Linked DNA regions of Rattus norvegicus: region 2 is linked to region 1. Evidence: chromatin contacts called from public Hi-C data. All regions are on one chromosome and are shown on one strand. Each heading gives the region's core, a stretch centred on a gene start, on an enhancer-like site or on the middle of the called end of the contact. The rest is flanking DNA. Distances are from core to core; before and after follow the strand shown. Region 1 has its middle 210 kb from the start of Hs3st3b1. Region 2 overlaps LOC120095117 (a long non-coding RNA gene).

Region 1 (5,956 bases), core at 508-3,007:
CTAAGCTGGCAAGAAGCTTAGGAGAGAATGAAACATGTTCATTTTGGATGCTCAAGCCCTGAGGCCAGAGAGAGGCTATCACAGGGAACCCCGGGACACTTGAATTCAGCATTGATGACCCATACAATTGCCTCTTCCTAAAGACGTTTCTAAGCTTGCACCAATACAGTTCGTATTTTGCTTCAGAAATGATCTGATTAAAATGAAGCAAGTAGCTGATGCCAGATACACTGCGTTGGTGCTCGCGGTGGAAAATAAGATACACTGCGTTGGTGCTCGAGGTGGAAAATAACACTCCGGGAGAAATGAATAAAGGCGTCACAGCAATACATATGCATCTTAGAAACACGGTGTGGAATTAAAACCAAAAGAGCAAAACCCCCGAACCGGAGATAGCATGGTTCAATTTTCAAAAAACTCAAAAATAAGCAAACAAAACACGAGTGATCAGGAAGATTTGAAGTATACAGAAGTATACTTAAGTGCCCCCATTTACTTACAGAACCAAAGATAAAACATGGAAATACGAAACACAAATTTTAAGGCAGTGGCTACACCCTGCTTTGTCTTCAGTTGTAATAGCAAAGTATCCAGTTATTTCTTTATTTCTGCTGTTAGCTATGACAATAGCTGTAGATTTCCCATAGTTCCTTGTTATTAGGTTACCTTTTAAGCTTGCTAAGAGTTTTGTGATTTTTTTTTTTAAAAGTTATCAAGTACTTTTTCTACATAGGATTAGCACTAATTTGGTTCTGGATAGTAAGCTAGTTGTTGTCATAATAGAAAAAAACCCTCACTGGCTCATACGGTGCTATCATTTTTATATACTGCTGATTGAATTAGCCCCTGAAGGCACTGGGGTCCATGTCCGTGAGAGATTCTGCTCTGCGGGTTTTTGCTTTGCTTTGCTTTGGTTATCAGAGTGATTCTGACCTCACATTTGCAGATAAATTTTGTTTAATGGAATTACTTTTTACAGCCATCTTGTATGAGTTTTCTTTGAGGAAAGATTTTTTTACTATAAAATAAATTTAATTTTGCTTAGACTTAACACTTTCTGTTTCTTTATGTATCACTTTTAGAGATGTGTGCCTTTTAAGAAATGTGTTGATAATTTGCTCATAATTTTTATCCTCTTAACATCTCTAATCTATACTGATCTCACACTTCATAACTGATACTAGTAGTTTGTCTTTTTTACATTTTCAGTAAAGCTATCAGATTATATATTTTCTAGCTCATTAAAAGGTTTTTATTTTTATTTATCCTTCGAGGAATTAACTTGTCAACCTGTATTTCACTGTTTCCTGGACATGTAAGAGCTGGCTTTCCTCCTCTTCTTAGGATTTAATCTACTCCTTTTCTTTAGTAGAGGCTAAGGAAATCAGTTTGAACCGCCCAACCCACGCAGTTAGAATTGTAAATTCCTTGAAACCAACCGTCGGCTGCCTTCGTCACCGTGACACGCTTGCCACTGCTATCTGGTTTTATACACGTCCTTCTGTTTGCTTGGCAAAAGCCATTGGTTACTTCAGAGTAAGTAGCTCATTATCTAAATGGTTGGCCCTCTTCCTGATATCTCTCTGCCTTTATTTTCAATCGGATTCCAAGGTAGTTGAAAGGCACACTTTGTATATTCTAAGACTTTCATATTTACTAACAGTTATGTCTTAGTTACTGATCTACTTACCATGATGAAGTCCTTGACAGACACAGGAAGGGAAGGTTTATTTTGACTCAGTTTCACGGGACTTTGGTCCATCCTGGCATGGAATGCTTGGCATGCAGAGCAGCAAGGCCATGTAGGCAGGAACAGGCCATGGCTGGTTACATCATGCAGCCAACCAGGAAGCAGAATGCTCTATATTTGTATTAGCTGTCAAAGACATGCCTCTAGTTGCAGGGAGAATATCATATGCATTGTATGGATGCATCACCTGTCAATTAAAAAATGTACGGCCTATAGGAAAGAGTAGAATAGAAGGTGGGACATCCAGGAGGCAGAATGAATTCTAGGATAGATCCAGGTTGGTGTGACGAGAAGGACACAAGGTCCCTGAGCACAGGTAATCCGCCACATGGCAGAATGTAGATTAGAATTCATGGGATAATTTAAATTGTGATCTAATCAGAGAAAAGCCTAGATGTATGGCCAAGGTATTTGTAGATATATTTTTGAGTCTGAGTCTTATTTCTGTGAGCATGGGGCAGGGAGGAAGAACAGGACCTAACTTTTATGTCTAGTGGCTTCCATAAGCCAGCAGGGCACCATGTACTAAAGGGTACTAAAATAACAAGAGCTTGGTGACTGGACTGCACCCTGTGACCAGAACTCCAGCTCAGTGGCCTCAGGGGTCAGTGGTGGGCCCAGGCTTTGTCTCCAGTGTTCCTAGAATCCCATGAGAGACTGTAGCTTAAATTCACAAAGCTATTTGCACAAAGGAACTGTAAGTAAGGGGTGGGGGAAGGGACAAAAAGCTCTGACAATATGAGTATAAGTTTGTGGTCTCCGAAGTGCTAAATGTCAGTGTGGATCCTAGACTGTGTACTTCTGTGATCTTGGAAGTTAATTTGGACCCATAGCTCTAACCACAGCCCTCTGATAGTAAATTGATATCAGTGGGTGTTATCTTTGGTTTCTGACTCCAGCAGATCTGTAGAATCCAGGGGTTGTTAAGGTCTGGACTCCATCTGGTCACCTTGGCACTCCCCACCTCGCTTTTATTGAAAATAGATTTTTTTCCATATAATATATTCTGGTTAAAGTTCACTTCTCCGAGAGTCTCCCACACCCCTCTCATCTGAATTCACACCCAACTGTGGGTCAAGTGAACTGTGCCACCAGACAGAAGAACTGGTAAGGCTGGAGCAGGTTCAAAAATCCTGGAAAAAAAATCTCACAATTGAGAACGGCAGGTGTAGAACCGGCTCCGGGTCAGGCTCTATCTGTTCTGAAACGCCTAACCATGACACCCCACTGAAAGGACCAGGACAATCGGTCACAGAGCATAAAAACCTGGAATTCTCCATGCTGATGAGGTATCTAGATAGGCCCTGAGTGTTCAGCCAATGAACTTCCTTTCCGGGGTATCGCTTCCTGCAAAAGGTATCTAATCCCTGCTTCACCCTGAGTAAGATATATGTATTTATATCCACCATGAATAAAGCAGTGTGGACAAGCAGGGACCATCTCCTTCATCAAGGATCTCCTTGAAGAAGGCCTCCATAGGAAAGAGCTGCTCTCCCGGAGAAAGCCTTCCCTCTTCCAGTCCCTCTGTGTTCTCTTGGCACTCACTTGGAACCAAACCAGATTCTGCCCAGATCCAGGCTCAACCATTCATTTCCTGCCTGGTGCTTAGGTGAAACATGGATCTGAGTGATGTGCTTATAAAAAGATAAAGAGAGTGGGGATTGTATTCTACGGAGGTGTGGTTAAGTATGAGGAAAGGGGGTGCCTCAGCAGGCCCATGCTGAGACATCCCTTTCCCCTGAGGGACCAGCTATAGGACAATAGAGTATAGAATAGAGTTTATTCAGGGAATGGGGAAGAGGAGTTAAGAGGGTAGTAGGGGCATGGAAGGGAGGGAGGGAGAGATTGGAGAGAGAGAGAGAGAGAGAGAGAGAGAGAGAGAGAGAGAGAGAGAGAGAAGAGAGGAGGAGATAGAGGAGGAAGAGGAGGGGGAGGAGAAGGAGGAGGAGCCTAAAGGCCGGCCATGAGCACATTGTGGGGGAGGGAATGGGATGAGAGTGGGGGCAGGAAGACAAAAGAGCAAGAAAGCAAGAGAGTGAGGAGGGGGTGCAGCCCCTTTTACAGTTTCAGGCACACCGGGCTGCCACCCAGTAGCTGTGGGGGTAGAGCTTAGACAGAATGCTAGCACCAAGGCCCACCGTTCTGGAATCAGCATCTGGGTACCCAGGAGGCTGAGAAGCATGGTATCTGTGTCACACCTCGCTGTTTCTCTTCCAGAAAAGCATGGGCTGCCACCATGGTGAGACAGAAAGACAGCCCAACACCCAACAAAGATGTGTTTAAAGAATAATAAGAATAAAATAAAACAAGAGCAAACAATTCAGAACAGGATAAAACAAACAAGTTGAAGGAAAAGAGACAAAGGAAAAGCACAAGGCGCTCACACAGATGCAGACGTGCTCATACACACAGGGATCCCATAATACATGTTTTAACTACAGTAGTGTTTCGTTTGAACTTGGGTGCCTTTGTGTTTGGGGCATGGATAGTCATAATTGCAGTGTCCCATTAATGGGTTTTTCCTTTCTTCTCTTCCTTCTGATTAGTTTGGTTTGAAGTCTATTTTTATCTATTTTAGTCGTACATTAAAATGGCTACACTGGTTTGCTTATTAGGTCCATTTCCTTCCAACCTCTTTTTCTGTTTACCCTGAGGGGCTATCTATCCTTGGTGGTAAGATGTGCTTTTTGGATGCAGCGGATATGGATCTTGTTTTCTAATACAATTTACTAATCTGCATATTTCCTTTGTTTGGTTGTTTTGTTTGTTTTTGATTTGGTTTTTTGGTTTTGGTTTGGGTTTTGGTTTTTGGTTTTGGTTGTTTTGTTTTGGTTTGATTTTTTTTTGAAACAAAGTTTCTCCATGTAGCTCTGGCTGTCCCGGAACTCACTCTGTAGACCAGGCTGGCCTCAAACTCACAGAGATTCTTCTGCTTCTGCCTCCCAAGTGCTAAGATTAAAGGTGTGCACGCCACCACCTGGCTGGTCTGTGGCATTTTATCTGGGAATTGAGAGCATTTCTGTTGACGGTTAGGAGTGAACACTGTTGGTTGCTATTACTTTGTTGTTACAGTGTTGGGTTTTTCCTCCCTTTTGATTTGCTGGCCTGAAATGTCTTATGTTTTCTTGGACCTGGCTAACCTCTTCTGGTGGAAGTATTCCTTTGTAGGCAGGCAGGCAGGCAGGCAGGCAGGCAGGCAGGGAGGGAGGGAGGGAGGGAGGGAGGAGAGAGAGAGAGAGAGAGAGAGAGAGAGAGATTGCTTAAAATTAGCTTTATCATAGAATGTTTTTCTTTCTTCATTAATTGTAATTGAAAGTTTTGCTGGGTATAGTAGTCTTATTTCACATTTGTGGTCTCTTATACTTTGCAGGTCATCAATTCAGACCCTTCTTGTTTTAGGGCCTTTATTGAGAAGTCAAGTGTTATTCCAGTAGGTTTTCCTTTATATGCTACCTGGGCTTTTCCCCTGAAGCTTTTCATAATCTTTTTTGTTTGTTTTCTTGTTTTGTTTTATCTGTGTTTTGATTGGTATGTGTCATAGGGCTTTTTTTTTTTTCTGGTCCAGTCTATTAGGCGTTCTGTATGATTCTTGTACTTTGATAGGAACCTCCTTATTTAGGTTACGAAAGTTTTCTTGTGTGACTTTGTAGAAAATATTCTACCCAACAGATAGGAATACAAAGTTTCTCAGCAATACGTGGAAGCTTCTCGAAATGGATAGCATCATAAGATAAAAGCAAGTATCAAAAAAATAAAAATAAGACAATGCCTTATATCCTTTCAGATCAATATGCAATGAAACTATAAGCCAATAATAAGATAGCCTACAGAAACCACAAAAACACTTGGCTGTTAAATAACATGTTTTTGAATGAGCACAGTGGGCCATCCAAGAGATCAAAGGAAACGATCCTAGAGGCAAATGACAATGAGAAGGCGTCCTGTAAGAATCTCTGTGATGCCTCGGGAGCAGCCCCAAGAGGGAAACTTATACTGACAAACACTCATATTAAAAATTCTGAGGTATATCTAGTTAATAACCTAATGACATGCTCCCAAAAATGAAAAACAACCACTCCGAAATATCACAGCAAGAATGATATATTATGGACAAGAAATTAATGAAATAGATTAAGTGAACAATATAGAAAAAATGACCAAAGGCTTGATTCTTTGAAAAATTTAATAAGATTGACAAACCCTCAG
Region 2 (6,270 bases), core at 1,238-3,737, 150 kb after region 1:
TGGCTGGTTGTTCGATGTTCTCTGAGGTTCCCATTATCGACAATTCTGCGTGACTTCTTCCAAAACCTCATTTACACAAACAATCCCTCTCAGCAGTGAGAACGCTGTTGGCAAAGCCCACCCGTAGCCACAATGTTTGGGAGCATGGAAATCTTGACAACATCCGTATGCAAGCACTCACAATGATCCTCCCAATGCTGTTCTGACGGAGGGGAACAGGCTGTCTGCAGCAAGCTAGTTGTGAACTGATATAATTCCAGGTAGGCAACAGCGGGAGGTGCCAGGTGATTTTGCTGTGTAGCAGAGCAGACAAAACCAGCTAGAGACAGCCAGCAGGCTTAGGGAACATCGGTAGGGAGGGGCTGCTTGGTAGTGTGGAGATTCAGGTTTGCCTCTGTGCTGGGGTGGTGCTGGCCTGGAGCATTCTCAGTCAGTGTGCTCTACTCAACTGAGCATGAGGATATCGGTAAGTTAGTAGTAAGCTTCGCGTAATGTGTGCTACACCATCGTCAAAAGCAATGGTGCGTGCGGGTTAGATAATCTACACCCAAAATGTTTGGACTGTCAGGCACTTTGCTTTCAGGTTTGGGGTCTTTGCATACGCATGATGCATTTGAGGCATGAGACTCAGGCCAAAATGCAAAACTCATTCCTGCCTCATATGCACTTCATTTGACATAAATTGAGGCAATTGCATATTTTTTTTTAATAATTTTATCCCCAGATAAATCTCAGTGGAGGAATTTTGCACTGGGTGGCACCCTATTGCCATTCCGAAGGGTTTACACTTCCAAATTAGAGACACTCGATTTGTAATTAAAAGAGAGCCACAGTGGGTTTCTCTGTCCCTCTCACTACAAATTTGGAATACAAAGACTTATCCCAGTCTGAATGGGAAGCTTGCCCAGGTTTAACTGGTGCCCAGCGGATGGGTTTAGTTATCCGGGGCAGGGGCTTGCTATTCAGCATGACCCTGGGGCTGCATTGAGCTAGAATGAGCCTCTGGAATATTAGGGGGGAAATTCTGAGGCATTTGATGACATAGGTGAATGTCTAGGCTATTATGGGGTGTGAAATAAGCTAGTTTCAAAAACAACAGACATTTCAGGAGGCCACTCACATGAGGGACTCAGAATTGTCAAGTCCACAGGCACAGAAGGCAGAACGGAAGCTACCAGAGCTGGGAACAGGGTGGAGCAGGGATTTGATGTTTAATAAATCAGAGTTTCAGTTGTGCAAGATGAGAAACTTCTGCACATAGGTGATGGTGGTGGTTATGTGACCGTGTGACTGTGACCTTCCCAAAACATCACCACCAACTGGAGAGCCAGTATTCAAACACAAGAGCCTACAGGGGACAGTTCACACTAAAACCATACAGAAGAATTACTGTGTGCTCATTAAAAATAAAAAGCATAGTTTAAAAAAAAAAAAAAACGCCTGGAGGCTGGAGAGGTAGTAGAGTGGTTAGAGCACTTGCTGCTTCTCCAGGAGATCCAACATAGGTTCATGTTGAATGACACAACATGTCTGTAACTCCAGCTTCGGGAGACCCAATGGCCTTTTCTAGCTTCTGCAGGAAACCCCCCACCCCCACGTGGCATCCATTCATATAGTCACACGCATGTGTGTAAACAAAAATAAATCCTTAAGGGAACAAAGAGATGCCTACGTGGTTAAGAGCACTGGCTACTTGTAGAGAGTCTGGGTTCGATTTCCAGCACCCACGTGACCGCTCAGCGACATCTGTAACTCTAGTTCCGAGTGAGCTGACATTCTCTTCAGTCTCTTCAGGCCCTGCCCTCACATGGTACACGTGCATGCTGGCAAAACTCCCATATGCATAAAAGTAACTAAATAAATATTTTTTGGGGGGAAAATCCTTTAAAGAGAAAAGAAGCTTGGGTACCTCCATATCGACGCTAGTCACTACATTTCCCAAGACATTTCTAGCATGTTTCCCCCCTCACCTACAGTGCCCTCCCAGAGGCACCTGTTGAGAATCGGCTGTGTCCTCCTGCCTGTCAAAACGCAAATCCTACTCTCACAAAAAAAAACGTTTGCCAAGAGGTTGTCAGACAACCGACTGCATGTAATTGAGCTTCTGAAAGAACATGCCCTCGGGTGAGTTTCAAAGAAATGCTACAAATTAAGATAATAGATGATTATGTAAAACATGAGTCAAAACTGTCAGAAGACCACAGTCTCAGAAACTGTGAGCTTGGCACACGGATCTACGCGGCCCCACGGCTGCCCACTGAGGTCGTGTCCTCTGTCATTTTAACTAGACGTTTGGCTGCCTTTAGAGGCTGCCATAGTTTATATTTCATTGCGTGGTAAGCCAGCGTTTGTACAAAAACTCGTGAGATGTCTTCCTGAGCTGACAGGAAAACCCACAAGCAGACGGAGGGGCTGGAGACAACCATGCCACAGGAGGAGTGTGCTTTTTGACCAGTGAGACTGGGGACTTCCGTGGAGGGATCCTGAGTGTCTCTGAATGGAATGTCACGTTTACTTATTAACCAGGACTCTGCCACCCACCTCTGCCATGCATACTAACCAGAATGGCTCCAACCATTTCCCCTCTGCCCTCTTTGGGGACTCTTTCTGGACATTAGAGCCCACATGGCCAAGAAAACCCCAGCAAGTCTCAACCTCTGGAAAATCCCCAGATGATGGCTTGCAAGAACTGACAAACTGCTCCTCTTTTCCTCCTGAGAGAGATAAAATGCTCTCCGGGACGCCTTTGGAATTCACAGGGAATTTTGAGCCTAGTTGCCCACTGTACCGTTCTGTGCAACAATGCGTGTTCTGTCAGCTTCCTACTTCTGCTCCTTATGATGACCACCTTCCATACAGACTACAGCTTGGTCTCCACTCCTGTTTCTGCATGCTAAGGCCGTGACCTCAAGAAATGCACATCAAAAGCTGCCTCTTCCTCCCTTGCCTTGGTTTCTTTCTCTGGTTCCTACTAAACATGACTGAGCAAAGGGTCAGTCAGCTCTCTCTAATGAAGAGCCTGCTTTCACAGCCTGTGCCTTCTCTTCAGGAAACTCCACCTGTCCTGAAGGCAGCCCATCCTGGCCAAGATGCCGTAAAGCTCTCTTTTCCAGAGCAGTGTACTGCTTTCATCAGGGGCTGGGATTTTGGCTTTCTCAACTTGTCCTGGCCAGCTATATCCAGTTTCTGCACCTCCAGGATCTCTAAAGAGAATCCCTGGAGGACCTTCTGCTAGGTTGGGTGGGTAAGCAACTGCCCCAGAAGTTCCAGCGACCCTGACTGGGTGACTGTGGCCCAGTGTGCTGTGCAGCTTCCTGGTCCCCACCACTCGCCTGGTGACCAGGGGGTTAGTGTAGGCATTGACCCTAGTTATCTGCGTTCCTTGATCTTGGTCTGGTCCTTTGGCCTTTGACCCCACTGTCTGCTGCTCCCAAGCATTGTCCTGTTCTTTCTGTTGAGGTCACCACTGTGTTCCTGTCCTGCTGGACCGAGCCGACTGTCAACAGCACAGCAAACAAGGGAGAGGAAGGGGTAGGGAGGAGGGGGAGTGGTTCCATTGGCTCAGCTGAGTGGTTAGAAAGAAAGGTTGCTTTTCTTTGTTTCTTCTTGAAGCAAATAACTTGTTTAACTTGGATTGATTGGCCATTTGACCTGGGCTCCCAGGGGCCCCCAGGGCAGCCTGATAGAGTCAGTAAATAGATGAGGAGAGTATAGGTTCAAGGACTTCTTTCTTCTGCTTCAGATCTGCCACAAAGAAAGAGGAACCGCAGCTGCCCTTCCCCCTCCCCCCCTTAAACATTCTGTTTTGAAAACACATTCTTAGCATTTCGCTTAGAAAACAACAAATCCTTCTCTAAGGTCTCCATCCAAGCCTTAGGGCTTCAAAGCGAAGGTCTGTGAGCTCTCAGTGTTGGTACACCAACAACTCAGATTTCTGGCTTTAAAAAAAAAAAATCAAAGAATAAAACCTGCCTATACCAAAGGTAAATTGGAAGCATTAGAGGATGGGCCCTGGGTGACATCGGCCACAAAGGTTAAGTGCGCCCCTACATGAGTCACAAACAGGGATCAAAGTCAATGAATGGAGCCCTGAAAGAAGTGTGGACTTGGCAAGAAAACTAGCGAAAGGAAACAGTTGCAAAGTGCAGCGACTGTTAGTTTAAAATGAATGTATTAGAAATGTCTGCTGAGTTTAGACAAATGCTGTCGGACTTACTGCTTGCCTTCCTACCTTTTACACTCTTTCTTTTTAGTAATGAAAATGAAAACATCTAACAACTCTGAGTTTATACCAATTCATACTTTAAAATTTTTATTTATTAATGTGTGGGTCACAATGACAACTGGCAGAGTCGTTTCTACTGTGTGTGATGCAGGAATTGAACTCAGATCCCCAGGCTTAGCAGCAAGCTCCTTTACCCACTGAGCCATCTCGCTGGCTCCCTGACTGGTTTGTTTGCTTGTTTGACAAAGCAAATAAAGTAATATGATGCAGAAGCTTGACCTGTCTCTGAGCTTTCTAACGCCTCCTGCCTCAGTGCTATGCACATGTAATTCCTCACCAGGATCTATGTTTTTCAATTCATCTTCACACTTTACATTTTCCGACAAGTAATTTGATGACATTAATTAAAAGCCTTAAAAGTGTTTGCTCCTAGGGGTTGGGGATTTAGCTCAGTGGTAGAGCGCTTACCTAGCAAGTGCAAGGCCCTAGGTTCGGTCCTCAGCTCCGGGGAAAAAAAGAAAAAAAAAGTGTTTGCTCCTGTGCCCCAGAAATTTACAATTTTATAAGTCTATACCAAACAATTATTTTACATTTGACTTATATTACTCTTAAAATTCCCAGTTCTGATCACAGTTAAGCAAACCTGGAGGTTGGATGAAGAAAGAAAGGAAGGAAGGAAGGAAGGAAGGAAGGAAGGAAGGAAGGAAGGAGGGAAGGAAGGAAGGAAGAGAGAAAGAGAGAAAGACAGACAGACAGACAGACAGAAAGAAAGAAAGGGAAAGGAAAGGAAAGGAAAGGAAAGGAAAGGAAAGGAAAGGAAAGGAAGCATGGTTGTTCCTAGGTATAGAGAAGGAGAAAGTTTATTACAGACATGTGGGAGAGCACAGCCAGGGGCAGGGACATCTGGGTCGTGTGGGTGGACATGACCCTGAGCCATGTGGGGAGAGAAGGGAGAGGGAACCAAGTGCAGCAGCAGCCGGGAGGCCCAAAAGTACAAAGACAGCAGATAACCAACATGTCTGGATTATAGGGGAAGAGCAGCCTAGACCACTGGACTGGGGAAGTTTAGGGTACGGATGGAGTATGTCAGCCAGGAGGACCCTATAGTAGGTAGGGACTGAGGGAAGCCAGGAGAACCTGGTGACCATGTCTTCTTTGATGTATTAAATAAACTCCTCAGCCATTTGTCCCAGGTTTGAAACCTAACATCCGTGACTTCCATTAGTAGAATTAGGCTTGAACACATATGACGGCATATACTGTCACTCAGTGACATCCAGCTTTCAAAACTGCCATGAAAATTATAATGTTTGATTTTAACAAAAAGAAAGAAAGAAACAGGCTGGAGAGATGACTCAGCAGTTTAGAGCACTGACTGCTCTTCCAGAGGTCCTGAGTTCAATTCCCGGCAACCTCATAGTGGCTCATAACCATCCATAATGAGATCCAATGCCGCCTTCTGATGCGTCTGATGACAGCTACCATGTACTCACATACATACAATAAATAAATCCTTTAAGAAGAAAAAAAGAAAGAAAATCACATATTATATGATTTCAAGTATGAGACGTTTACTCTCACGGGTGCTTCTATACCCATATGATCTCAATATAGCTATATGTGGTATATCTATGAATACTCACAGGGAAGGGACAGGAGGCCTGGGAACTTGCACATATTCCCAAATTGACAATTAGTACTAAAGAAGAGAAGATTGTTTTTTTGTGCCTGGAGCCTGCTCATTGGCTGGCTGGGGGCACCTGATCTGGTAGCATTTCACTGACACCCACACCTGTGCACTCTCGCAGCTTACCCGAACACAGGATCCGCAGACCTGTCAGGAACAGAAAGCAGACTGCCCAAGGCTTGCCAAGCCTGGGACCCAAAAGACGCAGGATAAGAGGCTCCACTCCAGCAGTTATGTTTTCTCTGGAATGATTTTTACCATATAAATACGTACCACATGTTTGAATGTAAATCAATTAACAAATTATTTTGTGCATTTACCTCTTATATTATCCAGTAAATCTATTATTGTTGTTTAC

The links. A called contact is a pair of places that touch in the nucleus more often than the background predicts.
Region 2: a Hi-C map of liver shows a contact between it and region 1, with 2.4 times the contacts expected there. The contact joins two enhancer-like sites. A contact is called at or near these places in 2 of 12 Hi-C or Micro-C datasets (both in liver).

What each region holds. Positions count from the first base shown.
Region 1 is chr10:48,879,429-48,885,384 of GRCr8, forward strand. No RefSeq gene overlaps it. Among named protein-coding and RNA genes, the nearest start is that of Hs3st3b1, 210 kb to the right of the region's middle. Within about 2 kb of position 1,758, at least 1 of the 93 cell types and tissues checked has an H3K27ac peak or open chromatin away from gene starts, as enhancers often do. A contact at or near this core is called in liver, where this site is marked.
Region 2 is chr10:49,030,369-49,036,638 of GRCr8, forward strand. LOC120095117 (a long non-coding RNA gene) reads right to left here. Exons shown (of 6, transcript XR_010055375.1): 5 at 6,039-6,154; 6 at 4,289-5,738. Among named protein-coding and RNA genes, the nearest start is that of Hs3st3b1, 60 kb to the right of the region's middle. Within about 2 kb of position 2,488, at least 1 of the 93 cell types and tissues checked has an H3K27ac peak or open chromatin away from gene starts, as enhancers often do. A contact at or near this core is called in liver, where this site is marked.